Regions from separate parts of the Zea mays genome. Here region 1 is linked to region 2. Evidence: chromatin contacts called from public Hi-C data. All regions are on one chromosome and are shown on one strand. The core of a region is the stretch at or near the end of the contact, and the rest is flanking DNA. Distances in the headings are between cores, read along the strand shown.

Region 1 (7,176 bases), core at 928-3,427, 150 kb after region 2:
GCGCCTAGTTGTCTATCACATGATTCTCATTACTTCCATCCAAAATGGTCGCCTTTATTTTTTTAAGGAAACTTACGATGTGTTATATACTTTAATAATAAATATATTTAGAGATATAAATCTTAATAGTGTTTTGATATTTTCTGAAATTTTGGTTAAACTTTAAAATTTTGGCTCCTCGAACGACAGGATGTGTATTCTTGTTTAGACCCACGGAATATATGCTTTGATCATCAAGTGGCGAAGGAAGGTACCAAAATCCAGCAAGCTATAATATCAATATCATATACATGAAATTTATGGGAAATATATATAAATAAATCTAAAATGGTTTATTTCGTTAGTTTCCTGTGTTGAGGGTTTAGGGTAGACCTTCGACTCACTGATTTTATGGTGAACAGAGCTGATTGAGTTTTTATGGCAAAATATGTCCACTTAGGTTTATTTTTCGACTTAACACGAGTATTTATATTTTCTAGATTTATTTTAATATTCAATTGAATTGTTGTTCTGTGCTCGTCCATAAAAAACGATCTCACTAATCTTGAGATCCGATGGATTAGATTTTCATTGTACCTTTAGGAGCTAAGGTACGTGTGTGTGTGCATTTAGAGAATTTTAGAGGAGTGGTATGGGTATACTTACAAATATAATTCGCATGAAAAAACTTATGAATTTGTGTACACGTTTTTCGTATAATAATAACAAATGAATACAGCACGCTTCCAGAAGGACTGAAGGAGGAGGCGAGGGCCGCGACCAAGCACGTTCTCTCCTAAATTCAAGTGCCAAAATTTTTTCCACCACGATGGCGACGAAAGCACCAAGAGTTTCCTAGCAGCCACCGATTGACCAGGTCAGAGAGAACCGGTCAAACACGTTGTCCAGGAGCGCACGCGTGGTCGTCCTGTTCGGCTGTTCCACTGACTTGGCGCCTCAGCCGGCGGCGCCGGCGCCGGCCGCCCTACCGCCCTTGCTGGACCCGTCAGCCTCGACGCCCCTGCGCGTCGACCGTGACCCCCACGCGGGAAGCCTGGCGGAGAACGTTCGCGACAGGAACGACGGCCACCGCCCTGACTGGCCCAGCCGGATGCTCCTCCCGGCGCGGCTGCTGCCTTCGCCGCCGCCGGTCCGGACGCTGACGCCACGGCGCGTGCTGCCGCCGCGGCTGGAGCGGAACGCGACTAGGCTCGTGGTGCGCTGGAGCTTCCCGGCCGCGGCGAGGTCCCGGAGCACGTGTTCGGGCAGACGCAGCGTGAACCTCTCGGTGCTGGCGCCGGCGCCGGCGCCGGTGCCGGTGGTGGCGGACGCTGCGAGCGAGTGGCCCGTCGAGTGCGAGCGCGGGAACCGTGCGGGCGCGCGGCCGGACTTGGAGCGCAGCGCGCGCTTCACGCTGCCGATGCGCACCAGCTCGTTGGCCTCCTCTCTGATGATCCTCTCCTCCTCTGTCTCGTCCACGTCAATGACCACCGCAGCGGCGGCGGCGGCAGGCGGCGCGGACACGGGTGGTGGCGGCAGCAGCTCGGGCGCGTCGTCGTCGGCCGGCGGCGGCGGCGGCGGGGCGTTGGCGTCCGGGACGAGGTTGGCGCGGCAGACAGGGCAGGTGACGTGCGAGGCGAGCCACGTGTCGATGCAATCCGGGTGGAAGACGTGGGAGCACTTGGGCAGCAGGCGCAGCGTCTCGTCGTCGTCGAACTCGCTGAGGCAGACGGCGCACTCGAGCGCGCCCTTGCCCGCCTTGTGCGCCTTCACGTCGGCGTACGCCATGGTGGGGAAGGACTCCAGCACGGCCTCGTCGAGCCCGCGCTGGCGCCGCGAGCGCGCGGCGGCGCCGCCGGGGGCCGGCGGCCGGTTCGCGGAGTAGCCGCTGGAGCCGTCGCCGTAGCAGTGGCGGACGTAGATGGAGAAGAAGCCGAGGAAGAAGAAGGCGGCGATGAGCACGACGATGACGATGGCCATGGACGGGCTGAAGCTTTGCGAGTAGTATGCCCCCCCAGCTGGTCCAGGCTGCTGCTGCTGCCCCCCCTGGCCCTGCACCGCCGTGAAATCGGCGGCGGCAAGCAGGAGAAGGAACAAGGGCAGGAGGCGGCCATTGCTCCGGAGGAGTGTCGTATCCATTGGGCACCAGCTTTAGTGTTGATCGAGTGGTAAGGATGAAGCCACAGCGGTGGCCGGTGGGTTTGTGGGAGTCGGGGGGTGTTTCACGAACCAATTTGGAGGAGACGGGCAGACGGCAACTAGGGGGAGGGAGCTTGGGCGTTTATATGTGAGAGCGGGAGAGGGAGACGTTCCGGACGGCGGCGCCGGTGTATACTGTATTGTAGAAGGGGTAGCTTGTCCCTTGTCGGAACGCAGATACAAATGATATAGATCCACTTCGAATTGATTACGTAAAGGCGTTTTTCTCTGCCCTCAGCGAGCTAGTCTAATCGGTACTAGTGCTTCAGCTCCAACCTCCTCCAAAGTTCACACAGACCATACACGTATGCATAAATAATCAACCAAACATACCTACCCCACATGTATGCTCGTATGTTCATAGGCGTTCGTGGTATCCGGTGAGCCTCGCCGCATCTGTGCCTGTGCGGGCGGGCATCGGCAACATCCGCCGCAAGGGGCGTGACACGGATCACCCCGTGCACGTGCAGCACCCAGATGTATAGAAATCACGAAGCAGGAAAAACCGATCCGAAGCAAGTTTTTCTTGTCTGGTCCAGCCTGCTTTTATACGAGCTTGAACTGGCCCGGCACGAATAAGTGGACCAAGACTAGACAGAAAACTAAGTACGATAGGCTAATCCAGCACGACTCGTTTACCTTTAAACTCGTTAAACACGTTATTTTTACTAAATCATACTTATCGGTTCATTTAGCCCGTTTTTTACATGCTTTTTTCGTATTTATCAGGCTGACCTGACCTGTTTAGACTCACAGCGAGCCAAGATCGGACAGAGGAACGAGCCCTCGAGCTTAGATGGCTTGACATGATTTTCTAACCGTGGCTAGCAAGCCCGGCCCGTTTGGATGTGACGCCCACGGTGACACAGGTGGCCGCCGCCCGCCGCCATGCGCTAGTTTCTCCGTAACCGTAACTAAGTACGACACGTCGGCACGGCCATGCTGCCGCCGGGCACGATTAGTCGAGTAGAAGAGGGCCTACCGACCGACGAAGGCAGAGGACAATGGACGATGGGGATGAGCCGGCATGTGTCTGGCTGGTGCATTCAGAACCGGTCTCTGCAGTTAGCGATGAAAACGGACGGAAACGGACGGAAAAACCCTTCTCCCGTTTCCGCTCCCGCAATTCTTCGTCGGAAATGGGAGCGGGAGCGGAACAACTACGGTCGGAAACGGGTCCGGGTTATACGGGTTTACGGAAACGAACCAAAACGACCGAAAATTAACCGGAAACGAACGGAAATTGCCTCAACGGAAAAATTAACCGGAAAAAGCCCACATCACCACATGATTACATGACCAGTTGACCACATAGCCATTGAACAACAGGAAAATAAGTCCACAATAGTATATGAGCACATAGCACAAATCCAAATCTAACAAGTAAACTTACACTCACTCAGCCCACATAAATTCAGTCCAGACACAATAACAGTTAACATAGTAAGTCACACTACAAATAATACTAGTTGGCCTCGGTGTCTTGACTCCTGATTGTCTTCGTCTTAATTGGATTGGAGCTCTGCCGTGTGTAGACAGTACAGTGTGCGTGACTTGTTGTGGCAGCCAGCCGGTGACTGTCTTCGCCTCTTCCGCTCTTCGGCAGACGGCTGCTGGAGGCTGGAGCCGTGTGTTGTGTGCAGACGGGCGTGTCTTCGCCTCTTCGGTAGACGACAGCTGGAGGCTGGAGCCTGGAGAACACTGAGAAGACGGGCTGGACGCCTGGACGGACCGACGGCTACAGCTTCGACGCTACAGGCTGTACTCGTAGTCTCGGACGCCTATACTTGGTAGCCTACACCAGACAGCAGTTAGCAGACAGCAGGACGGCCTTCGGCCTGGACGGCGGTCGGCGGGCGGGCGGACGATGGGTGAGTGTCGGTGGACGGCCGGACAGGCGACTAGATGAGTCCGTGACTCCGGACGGCGGCCGGCTGGAAGATGGACTTAGGGTTTCACTTTAGCATGGAGGCCTGCTGTTGGGTTGGGCTTGGCAGATTTGGGCCTTGACTGTTGACTCCGCTCCGGGTTAAATCCGGAATAAATACGGAAATATCCCGACCAAATACGGGATCCCGACAATCCGAACGGAAAATAGTATTTCCCGTTTCCGTCCCGCTCCCGTCAACGGCCAACCCGTAACCCGTCCCGAACCCGTATTTTTCCGGAAATCCGAAAACGGACGGATTAAATGTGGAAAATGGGGCGGGTCGGGACGGGATTTTTTCCGTCCGTTTTCATCCCTATCTGCAGTGGTGCGCGATTTTGACCATTTGACCAAACTGCAGTATTTAAGATTGATCCCTATAACTATAAGATAATGTTTGATTTGAACATGATATTATTTACACTCCAACCGAAGGCGCGTATTTGCCCCTTAAAAAGAACGGGGCGTACACTTACTTCATCATCGTGAGAAATGTGAGAAATTCGCTGTTCATATAAAATGGCACCACCACTAACAAACTATATCTAATAACAAGATGGACAAATGACGATGATGTCGCTTTACAGCAAAGTAGGAAGTAGCTGGCGAATGTTCGGAGATCCCGCTTGCCTATAGCAGAGACAATTCTGTGCAGGGTAGGCGGCGGAGAATCTGATGGGCGTCCCGTCCCCTTGCTCAGCGGAATGCGATCAGCGAAGGATCGCCGGAGATGCGTGGCGGCACGTGAGTTTTTTTTAATCATTATTATTATTAGCTTGTGCGTTTGGCCTCTTCAGGCCGGGCCTGTCTTCGCGTTCCATTTCCTGGAGCTACCCACCCGCTCAGCAAAATTGACTAGAGCGGGTGCTCATTGCGGACCACTGACCGGCTGCATGATCTGTTTCATTTATTTATCCTAATCCTCTGGTAGTCAAATGGCTAGAAGCAGAAGAAGGTTCTTTGAGTGTTTGACAAGGAAATCTGTGCAAGACTTGAGACATCATGCATGACCAGACCAGGGAGCAGTGTTGATTGGGATAAAGGAAGTTTCTTCGTTGCTTTCTTGTTTTCTGGGGGGGGAAATAATTAAAAAAAAAACGGAGCACGCAGCAGTTTCTGATGTGGATCATGTGCTATATATATATACTCGTTTTGCTTAATGGAGTACGTGCGCGCGCGCTCACTCGGCCCGAATTAAACCGCGTGTATTGTATTCAGAGTAACTGATAGTATCACTATGTGATTTCTTCCTTTCTTTACAAAACCACTGTCCGCTGCTAGATACATTTGAACTTGTCAAGCTCGCCTCACGCCCTCACTGGACCGGACATCTCGAGGCGATAATGCTTGGACATTGGAGGCAGCTGACGACGGGGCATGCTATGGAAGGAGCTGGTCCGTTCTGGAAGACTGGAGCGGTTGCCGGCGGTTGTGGCGAAAACAACGCCAGAATCTTCCGCCGTCCTCGGTCCTACGCTCCAGGCTCCAGCCGCCATACGGGTACGGGGTGATGCGTGCAGATATGTGCAAATGCGCTTCGTCACGCTACGCAGTACGCACGCACACGGGTATGTATCGGTATCTCTTTGTTAGTATGTTCGTTAATATACCCAATTACCTTAGACCCTGTCTGGTTTCAGCAGAGTACGAGAATCTCCATCACACACTTAATTCGAGAAAATTCAGCCGAAACTTGATAACCGTGGATAGTCTCCTGTAGCGTATTATCCAAGACCGGAAATCAGCGATGTTTGGTTCAGTGTGAATTCTGTAAACAGGATTTCTAAGTAACCTTGGAATCAAACATCCTCTTAGGACTAGTTGGGGGAGCCACATAAACGAAGGAGATTGGAGGGGCTAAAAAAAATATATCAGAGGAAACTTCATTTCTATAGTGGGTTTATTTTTTTTAAATGAATTAATTTTCTTTATGAAAATAGAAATCACTTGGAAAAATTGATTCACAAACTAGCTTTTAATAGACAAAAAAATCAATCGTGCAGAAACCTTAACTTATCGGCTACGTATCCTAGGACACGTAGGCTCCCAAATGATTATATGTTAAATGCCTCTAGACACGTGAGATCCCGATGGCATGCCTCTGACTATGAGGCCCATGGGATTATGTGCTTATGCTACAGGAAACTAGTCAAGAAACATGGGTAAAAACACATCGAACTTAATAACATAAGCCAACAAACTCAAGCTAAGTTTATTAGTTTACCGACGAACATAACCAACGACTTGTTTTCATCAAATTTAATAGGTTAAGTTTGTGGGGATCAATAAAATTAAAGTTAAGAACATTGGGTCCGACAAACTTAATAGGTTAAGTTCGTGGCTGCTCATGTTCTTAGTTTCACCCACGTTTTTTTGACAATGCCAACGACCTTAATTTGACTTAAGTTCATGGGTGTCTTTAAAACCATCGCCCCATGAACTTAAATTATTATGTTCGTCGCTCCATGAAATTAACTTACTAAGTATGTCGATCTCCACGTTCTTAATTTTAAATTCATCGCCCCCACAAACTTAACTATTAAGTTCGTTGCTAATATGTCGTTGGCTATGTTCGTCGGCTTATATGATTAAGTTCGACGGGTTTTCACCCATCTTCTTTAACCATTTTCTTATAGTGTCTATGGTGTGAGGGGAATTAGGGGCATATCCCCTAGGTGCATTGGGCCATAAGGGGCTCTAACTAGGGGTTTATCTGCTAAGTGCCTCAGGGCACGAGGGCCCTAAGGGCTTATCATGTTAGGTGTCCTGGGGGTGCAAGAGGCCCCAAGGGCTTATCCCTAGGTGCCTTGAGACGCGTGGATATCCCTAGGTGTCTTCAGACGCGTGGAGCCACAATATCTTATGAGGTGTCTCGGAATGTGAGGATCCTATGGACTTATGTGTCAGGTGTCCCAAGGTGCAAGAGGCACCTAGGGCTTATCTGCCATGTACCCAAAATATAAGGGGACATGATGGCTTATCCACCTAATGCTTTGGGGGTGTAAGGGGCCCAAGGGCTTATTCTTTACGTGCCCTAGGACGCGGGCGGCCTAGAATCCTACCTAGCGAAT
Region 2 (7,140 bases), core at 2,132-4,631:
TTATTGAGAATCAAGGCATTTCTTTAGCGCCTACTCCTCTATAGGATTGATCTCCGAGACATCAACCGATGTGAACTCACCTTCCGGCTTGAACATGAATGAGAAGCCAGAAAGCTTCTTCTGCGGGATCCGGCTGATCTTGACCCTGTCCTCGTCAGTCAACTCCCAGTCGAAGATCTCGAGGTTTTCCTTAAGCCTCTCCTTTTTGTAGGTCTTAACGACAAAACTCACCCCTTGCTCAAATACCCATCTCAACGACACCTGATAAAGGGAGAGGAGAGCAGATCCATGACTCTAAGCATCAAACCAAAGACATCATCAACACTTGGACGTCCGTCAGGAGTACAAAGGCAGCAGCTGTGTGTTGTTGTCAGAATAAAAACCTGCGCCACGGTCTTCCCTCTCGCCTTGGCTATCTCCGCGAGGACCTCGGACTCGAGCACGGCGTTTCTTTCCGCCGCCCAGCTCTGGCCTCCCAACGGCGAGAACGCCTGGACGTGGATGCCCTTCTCGGCGCAGTACCCCCTCAGCTTCAGCTGCTGGCAAACCGGGTTCACCTCCACCTGCAAACATGCACGTGCGCGCACGGAGCAAGCAAGACGAATTAAACACCTTCGTTCGCGTGATCATTCGGCGGCTGGTAATTAGATCGGCAACCTGGTTCACCGCAGGGGTGATGGTGGCAAAAGGCATCATCTTGTCGAGGTGCTTGGTCCTGAAGTTGCTGACGCCGATGGCCCTAGCGAGCCCTAGCCGCTGGCACTCCTCCATCGCCTGCCACACGCCCTTGAAGTCGAACGGGCGGGCGTCCTCTCTCCTGGCCGGGAACACAGGCGGCCCGGGCTTCTGGCAGACGGGCATGTGGATTAGGTACAGGTCCAGGTAATCCATCTGCAGGTTTCTACTCGCACGAGCCACGACAGATGAACAGAAGTCATGAGAAAACAAGAATTTCATATTTAATACATGTCTATAGCTAACAAAAATACACATATATATCTTTATGCGCTCTGTTTACTTTCTAACATATATAGTACGTATAAGTGTACCAATGTGCAATGTTTATGGTGTCTTTGGTTCAAACTTTTGTAGAAAGAGAGATCGTTTTAATACAACTGATAATCTTCATGGGTGAATGGATTTCTTTGATGACAAAGCGTGGTGCTGACTCTCCACAAAAAGTCATGCTCCTTCTCTGTCTGTGGTCACCCTTGCCACCTCCACCACCTCCCTCTCCTGCCCCAAGACTTGCTCAGACCTATCTTTTGTTGCCAAAATTTAATTCCTAATCCGCGATGACTCAGTCTGTCTTCTACAGCCACATGTTTGCACTACGTACAGATTGCAGCTATTTTTTCCTTTCTTATCTACAGGCTTACACAGGGTTGGACAAAAAATATGATATTTTCCTTACTAATAAATGCAAGTTTGGATGCATGGACACATAATCCCTCAATTTCCCTCCGATCCATATGTATCCAAACAAACCCTAATTAAGAGTGCTCTTGCTGCTTCAGAATTGGGAACGGTGAGTGATTGACTTCAGTCTTTTCCTCAGGGTTAGTTTGAACAAATTAAGAGTCAGTATTGTGGGTTTTTCATTCCTACATTATACAGTATGTGAAGTGACTAATTAGGGGATGTTTGGTTTGTAGGGGCTAATTTTTAGTCTCTACATTTTATTCCATTTTAGTCTCTGAATTGTCAAATATGAAAACTAAAACTATATTTTAGTTTCCATTTAGCAATTTAGGGACTAAAATAGAATAAAATATAGAGACTAAGAGCAACACCAACAAGCTAGCTAAAGAGCATGCACTCGCTAAAGAAAAGAAAAACCTCATAAAATTAGCTTGCAACAGCCTTGCCATCTGCCTTGCCATTGTATTTGGCTCGGCATCGCCTCCATGTTTCTAGCTATTTTTTTTGCTAGCCCTTCCCCTCCCGCTCCTACTGGCGTTAAGACACATCCCATGGAAGCATGCAGAAATTCCTAGCGTTCAGCCCTCACAACTTGCCTGCTTGTTCGAGTCAACACGCACAAACACTGGTCAAAGGCTAAATGTAGAGAGACTATTGGTACTCCACCCTTAATAGGATATTGTTTATTTTAAAGAGTCCTCTCTAAACTCTACATTTAACTAGGATTTATACATTAACTCTTGGAGTTGCTCTAAGACCCCATTTAGTTTAGGGTGATTAAAGTTTAGTCACTTTTAACCCCTAAAGAAGCAAACATGACGACTAAAGTGAGTTAACTAAACTTTAACTCTTTAGTCACCAAGGGAGTGACTAAAAAGGACTAAAGTAAGATTTATACCTTATTTGTCTTCTCTACTTTCTGGTTGCAGCAAACATTCACTAATTAATAGGGGCAATACAGTCATTATTCACAACAATTAATGTTATTTAGTCTGGTTTAGTCAATGGAACCAAACGGGGTAATTTAACGACTACTAAAGTTTAGTCTAGTGACTAAAGAAACCAAACAGGGTCTAAAGAGGTGTTTGGTTTCTAGGGACTAATTTTTAGTCCCTTTATTTTATTCGTTTGGTTTTTAGAGACTAATTTTTAGTCCCTTCATTTTATGCTGTTTTAGTCTATAAATTGACAAATACAAAAACTAAAATAAAGTTATAGTTTCCATATTTAACAATTTAGGGACAAATGAAATAAAATAGATGAACTAAAATTTAGTCCTAGAAATCAAGAACCCTCTAAAATTTAGTCCTTGAAAACTGTACTGTGAAGGATCATGTGCGTTTTAGCTTGATTTCTTTTTGTATTTCTAGACTCCTCAAACTAGCCTTTTTGAGGGCTTGCTCATTCAGATTGAATATTCATAGTTTCAAATGGGTTCTACCTCTAGGTTTCTTTACTCCACTTTCACTCTTCCAGAAGTGAGGCTAAGACGGAGGTTAAGACATAGGCTTGTCGGGCTCACTCAACTGTCAACTCCTACGCTTTGTTAAAATCTGTAATAGTAAATATTATTTCGCATGCGTCTGCATATACAGTACTCCATGTAAGTACGTGATCGGATTCCTTACTCCAAGGTCTGCCGGAGGGAGGGGACGACGAGGTCCGGGTGGCACTGCGTGCACCACAGCTTGGACGTGACGAACACCTCCTCCCGAGACTCGATGAGGCCGCGCCGCACCGCCTCCGCGACGCCCTCGCCGAGCGGCTTCTCCGTCCCGTACAAGGAGGCGGTGTCGAAGTGGCGGTAGCCCAGCTCGATGGCCGCAAGCACCGCGTCCTTGGTAGTCTCCGGCGGCTGGAACATTACCGCTGTCCCCAGGCCAATCACCGGCACTGGCCTCGCGTTCCCGGAGGGCAGGGCCAGCTCCGGCACCGCCGTCGTGCTCCTCGTGGCGGCCATGGCTCTGCGTCGCGGTCGCTTGAGGCTTAGCGGCGGAGTTGGGCTTCAGTTGCACTGACGTGTGGTCACGTCGGACGAGTCGGCCGCTACAGCGAGATTTTTGTAAACAGCTGACCCGCGCGACTCGGTTGGATCGGAGGGAATAATAAGCCGTAACGATCTTCTAGAAAGAGCCGGCCGGCCGGCTAACCGGCGTGGATTCTTGGTGGCCTCACGATACAACTACTCCGTGTGATTATTGTGTATAGAAAGGCTAGTGTGACTGTGTGAGCCGCCGCGTGGAAGGGAACGATCACACTTGTCAACTGTCCAGATGTGATTGATCGCTCGGAGTTGATGCCGAAAATTGACACAAGTGTTGTGGAAGTGCCCGAAAACTGAGTTTGAGATCCAAGAGCAAATTGCTCCTTTTGCCAACCAAAATCTATAAAAATCTCTTTGTTAATATCTAAAACTATACATTTATCTCATTATCATTCATTTAGTTTTTTTTGTTCTCTCGTTGCAACCAGTGTTGCATAGGCAGGTTCTATTCTATTTCCTTCATTGACATCTATATAGCCAATTTATTCCCTTCAATACCATCAAGAAAGCAATACAACGTACAAGATACTCCCTCAGTTCCAATTTATAATTCGTTGCAATTCAAAAAAACGCGAAAATAAAAATATTCAAGTATATTATATGCTAAATGATACCACCGTAATAATAAAAAGTATTTATGATTTTTTAATAAGACAAGAGTCAAATGAATTATAAGTTAGAAAGGAGCGAGTATTTGTTACACATGACTAACTCTATTAACACTATTGACACTAAAAATTTATTTTACTGGATTAATTCGGTTTTATTTCTATGCATATATTTTCTTATTTTTATCTTTAAGATCTATTTAAAGAAAAAGTTATAATCCAGAGTCCTCTATTATTCAAAGTTAGAGTCCGATGGCCTAGGCGCAAACCATTCAACGAGCATCGGGGCTACAATTCCTCATTCCTCATGTAGTCACTAAACATCAATGAATAAGGATGGCAATGGAGCAGGACGAGCAGAGAATGTCCCGTTCTCGAAAACCAATTCTTTGTCCTGCCTCGGAAGCCTTAACAGGGACAAATCCATCCCCATCTCTGTCCCGTGGAGAACACTGCACCCCAAAAATTGTTCTCTAATACAGGGACAATAAGGGCATCACTGCATCATAACAATTATAGTTATATCAATTATTAAGAGGCAACAACAAGACAAAAATAAAAGACATGTAATTGTGTGTGTCTATAAATATAGTTAGGTTGAACCTTGATTTCATGGCTATTCGGGTTCCCAAGGGGAAAATTATTCCCCATCCCTGCCGTGTTTATTTACGGGCCCCGCTCGACTAGCCTCACAAATGAGAAACTAGTCATGTCCCCGTCTCGAACGGAGAGGTTCCCCATAGGCCTCGTTCCTGTAGGAAATTTTGCGATCCTTAACATTGACTCACCGTCTGTCCCATTGCCCATTTGTGCGACTATGAGAGATCGACCGAAATAGAATGAGGACTAGACATGGTACTATTGTTGGGCTGAGGGAGAGTTAGAGAGATTGCATTGTGTTGGGGCATTACGCCACGACTCATGGAATCTGGCATCACAACTCTATATCTAGGAATAGTTTAGGAATAATGAACAACCCTCTATAAAAGGAGGGGAGGGCCGGATCATTTAGCTATCTCTTTTACCATTTTCATTTCCATCACTTAGTCTTTCTCATTTTAGCTAAGAGATCTTTAGATGTTTTGAACCTCGTCATCTAAGTTTATAGAGTTCTGAGGAAGTGTGGCCATAACCACATGTTGCCATCTTGGTTTTTCATTTCGTATCACATCTGATGGTATTTGCTTTTGATTTGTTTTCTTCTACTCCCAACCCCTCTACTTTGAGTTTTGAGTTGATCCTTGTCTTCACTTGTTTGGGAAGTGTGTTGGGGTTAATTTATGGTTTAGAAATCGTCCTGGATTCGTTGCAACCTTTTGGTATGAGTCGATCCAATTCATGGATATTTTTTCTAATAGATGTTATTTTGACAAAACTCCAAGGCAAGTTTGAGTTTTCTGGTCTTACTTTGAAGTTTAAACCCGTTTGAGTTCAAAATTTTGTGTACACCTTAGAAACTCCCTTCTGAAGGTGTATGTAAAATTTTATGATTTTTTATTCTAAAACTAAAATTCGAGATGTTGAAAACAATCTGAGTTAGTGACATATTTTTAGGTCGTTTCGGATTTTTCAATGTTTGTCCTGCGATCCATTTGTTTCGTTGGAGTCGTGTATGTCCTAGAAAATTTTCCACATCACTTGTGTGTCATTTGAATTTTTAAAGGTTAGGGTATAATATTGGGAAACGAGCCAAAGTTACACCGAGTGTAAATATTTTTATTGACTTCCATTCACCCCTTTCCGGTTGCTTGATCCGGTCCTTCAAAGTCATCCTTTTGATGCAATGGCTAGGATTAATCTTACCTTTGCATGGTCAAGTTTGTTTAAGTACATATACACCAACATATATACATAGTATGCTCTATAGGTCCATGCATGGGAGACATTAGACTGTACAAGAAAATTCATACTCCCCTATATAGATTGTTGTATAATATGATTTGATATGGCTTGCTTATTCCTCAAATACGGGGTGAAAACTTACTCCCGGGAACGCCATATCACCATCATCTATGGGTCCAAACGCTCGACATTTGTTGGCTTGTCAGGCAGGTGGTGGTGCGCCTTGGATGTTTGAACCTCCCCGTAGAAGTAGGAGACGAAGCCCCAGAGCGAGAGCGCGAGGGCGACGCCCTTGGTGCCGTTGAACGGCTCGTGGAAGAACACGACGGCGAGCACCTCAGTGACCGGGATAAGCACGGTCATGACCACTCCGGCGAGCAGCGCCGAGCCAAAGAAGACGGCGCCGATGGTGCCGAGGAAGAAGCACTGGTACGTGGCGGCTGACCCGGCCAGCAGTAGGTAGTAGCCTGACCGGCCGAGATCGAACTCCCGCGCCTCTCCGGGGATTGCCTGCGTTTTTTTTTTCAGCGTGAGCGAGCAGTCCTGCAGTCGTAGCGATCTGACAACTGGAGCTATGGATTGGCAAGAACCTTTTCAGCTCTACACTCCCTCCTAAGGCTGTTCGCAGCGGTTACCGCTGCCTCTCCCCCTCCCCTTGCATGCGACGCGTAGGGGGCACCCTACGGCCGCAGCGGTGCCCCCTACAGCGCCCCCTACGTGTCGGTCCCCTTCTCTCTCCCCCCAGATCTAGCGTGTCACTGTTCATCACCCTAAACACTGTGTTGTGGGTCCACGAGTAATTGTTAGTAGATAAAAAATTAATAGTTGGTATAGAAAATGATATTTTATAGTGGTAGTGGGGTATAGGGGGAGTATTTAGGGGGAACCGCTGCGGGAGATGAAAAAATATGGGGAAAAATAGGGGGGAAAGTGATATAGGGGGAAAAATTTAGAGGTAACCGTTGCGGATAGCCTAAGGCTAAGCTTTCCGGTTCGAGAAAGAATACAAGCATATATATATATATATATATATATATATATATATATATATATATATATATATATATATATATATATATATATATATATATATATATATATATATATATATATATACTCTAGCAGTATCGATCCATGACTGCGTTATGCTAGCCTATATATATGCATACAATTTGCTGAATCCAAAGAGAAAATCTGCAATATCCAATGAGGGGGTTTATTGTT

What was found. A called contact is a pair of places that touch in the nucleus more often than the background predicts.
Region 1: a contact with region 2 is called in a Hi-C map of bundle sheath, with 2.2 times the contacts expected there. The contact joins the promoter of LOC100274267 here to the promoter of LOC100857059 in region 2. A contact is called at or near these places in 2 of 25 Hi-C or Micro-C datasets (bundle sheath and leaf mesophyll).

What each region holds. Positions count from the first base shown.
Region 1 is chr2:192,941,890-192,949,065 of Zm-B73-REFERENCE-NAM-5.0, forward strand. LOC100274267 (putative RING zinc finger domain superfamily protein) reads right to left here and starts at 2,178. Exons shown (of 1, transcript NM_001148631.1): 1 at 666-2,178. The coding sequence starts at 2,118. The coding sequence ends at 937.
Region 2 is chr2:192,792,506-192,799,645 of Zm-B73-REFERENCE-NAM-5.0, forward strand. It overlaps LOC100857059, which reads right to left and starts at 3,382. Exons shown (of 4, transcript NM_001254922.1): 1 at 3,051-3,382; 2 at 658-901; 3 at 384-563; 4 at 31-261. The coding sequence starts at 3,382. The coding sequence ends at 31. LOC100280705 reads right to left here. Exons shown (of 2, transcript XM_008669672.4): 2 at 5,782-6,426. The coding sequence ends at 6,085.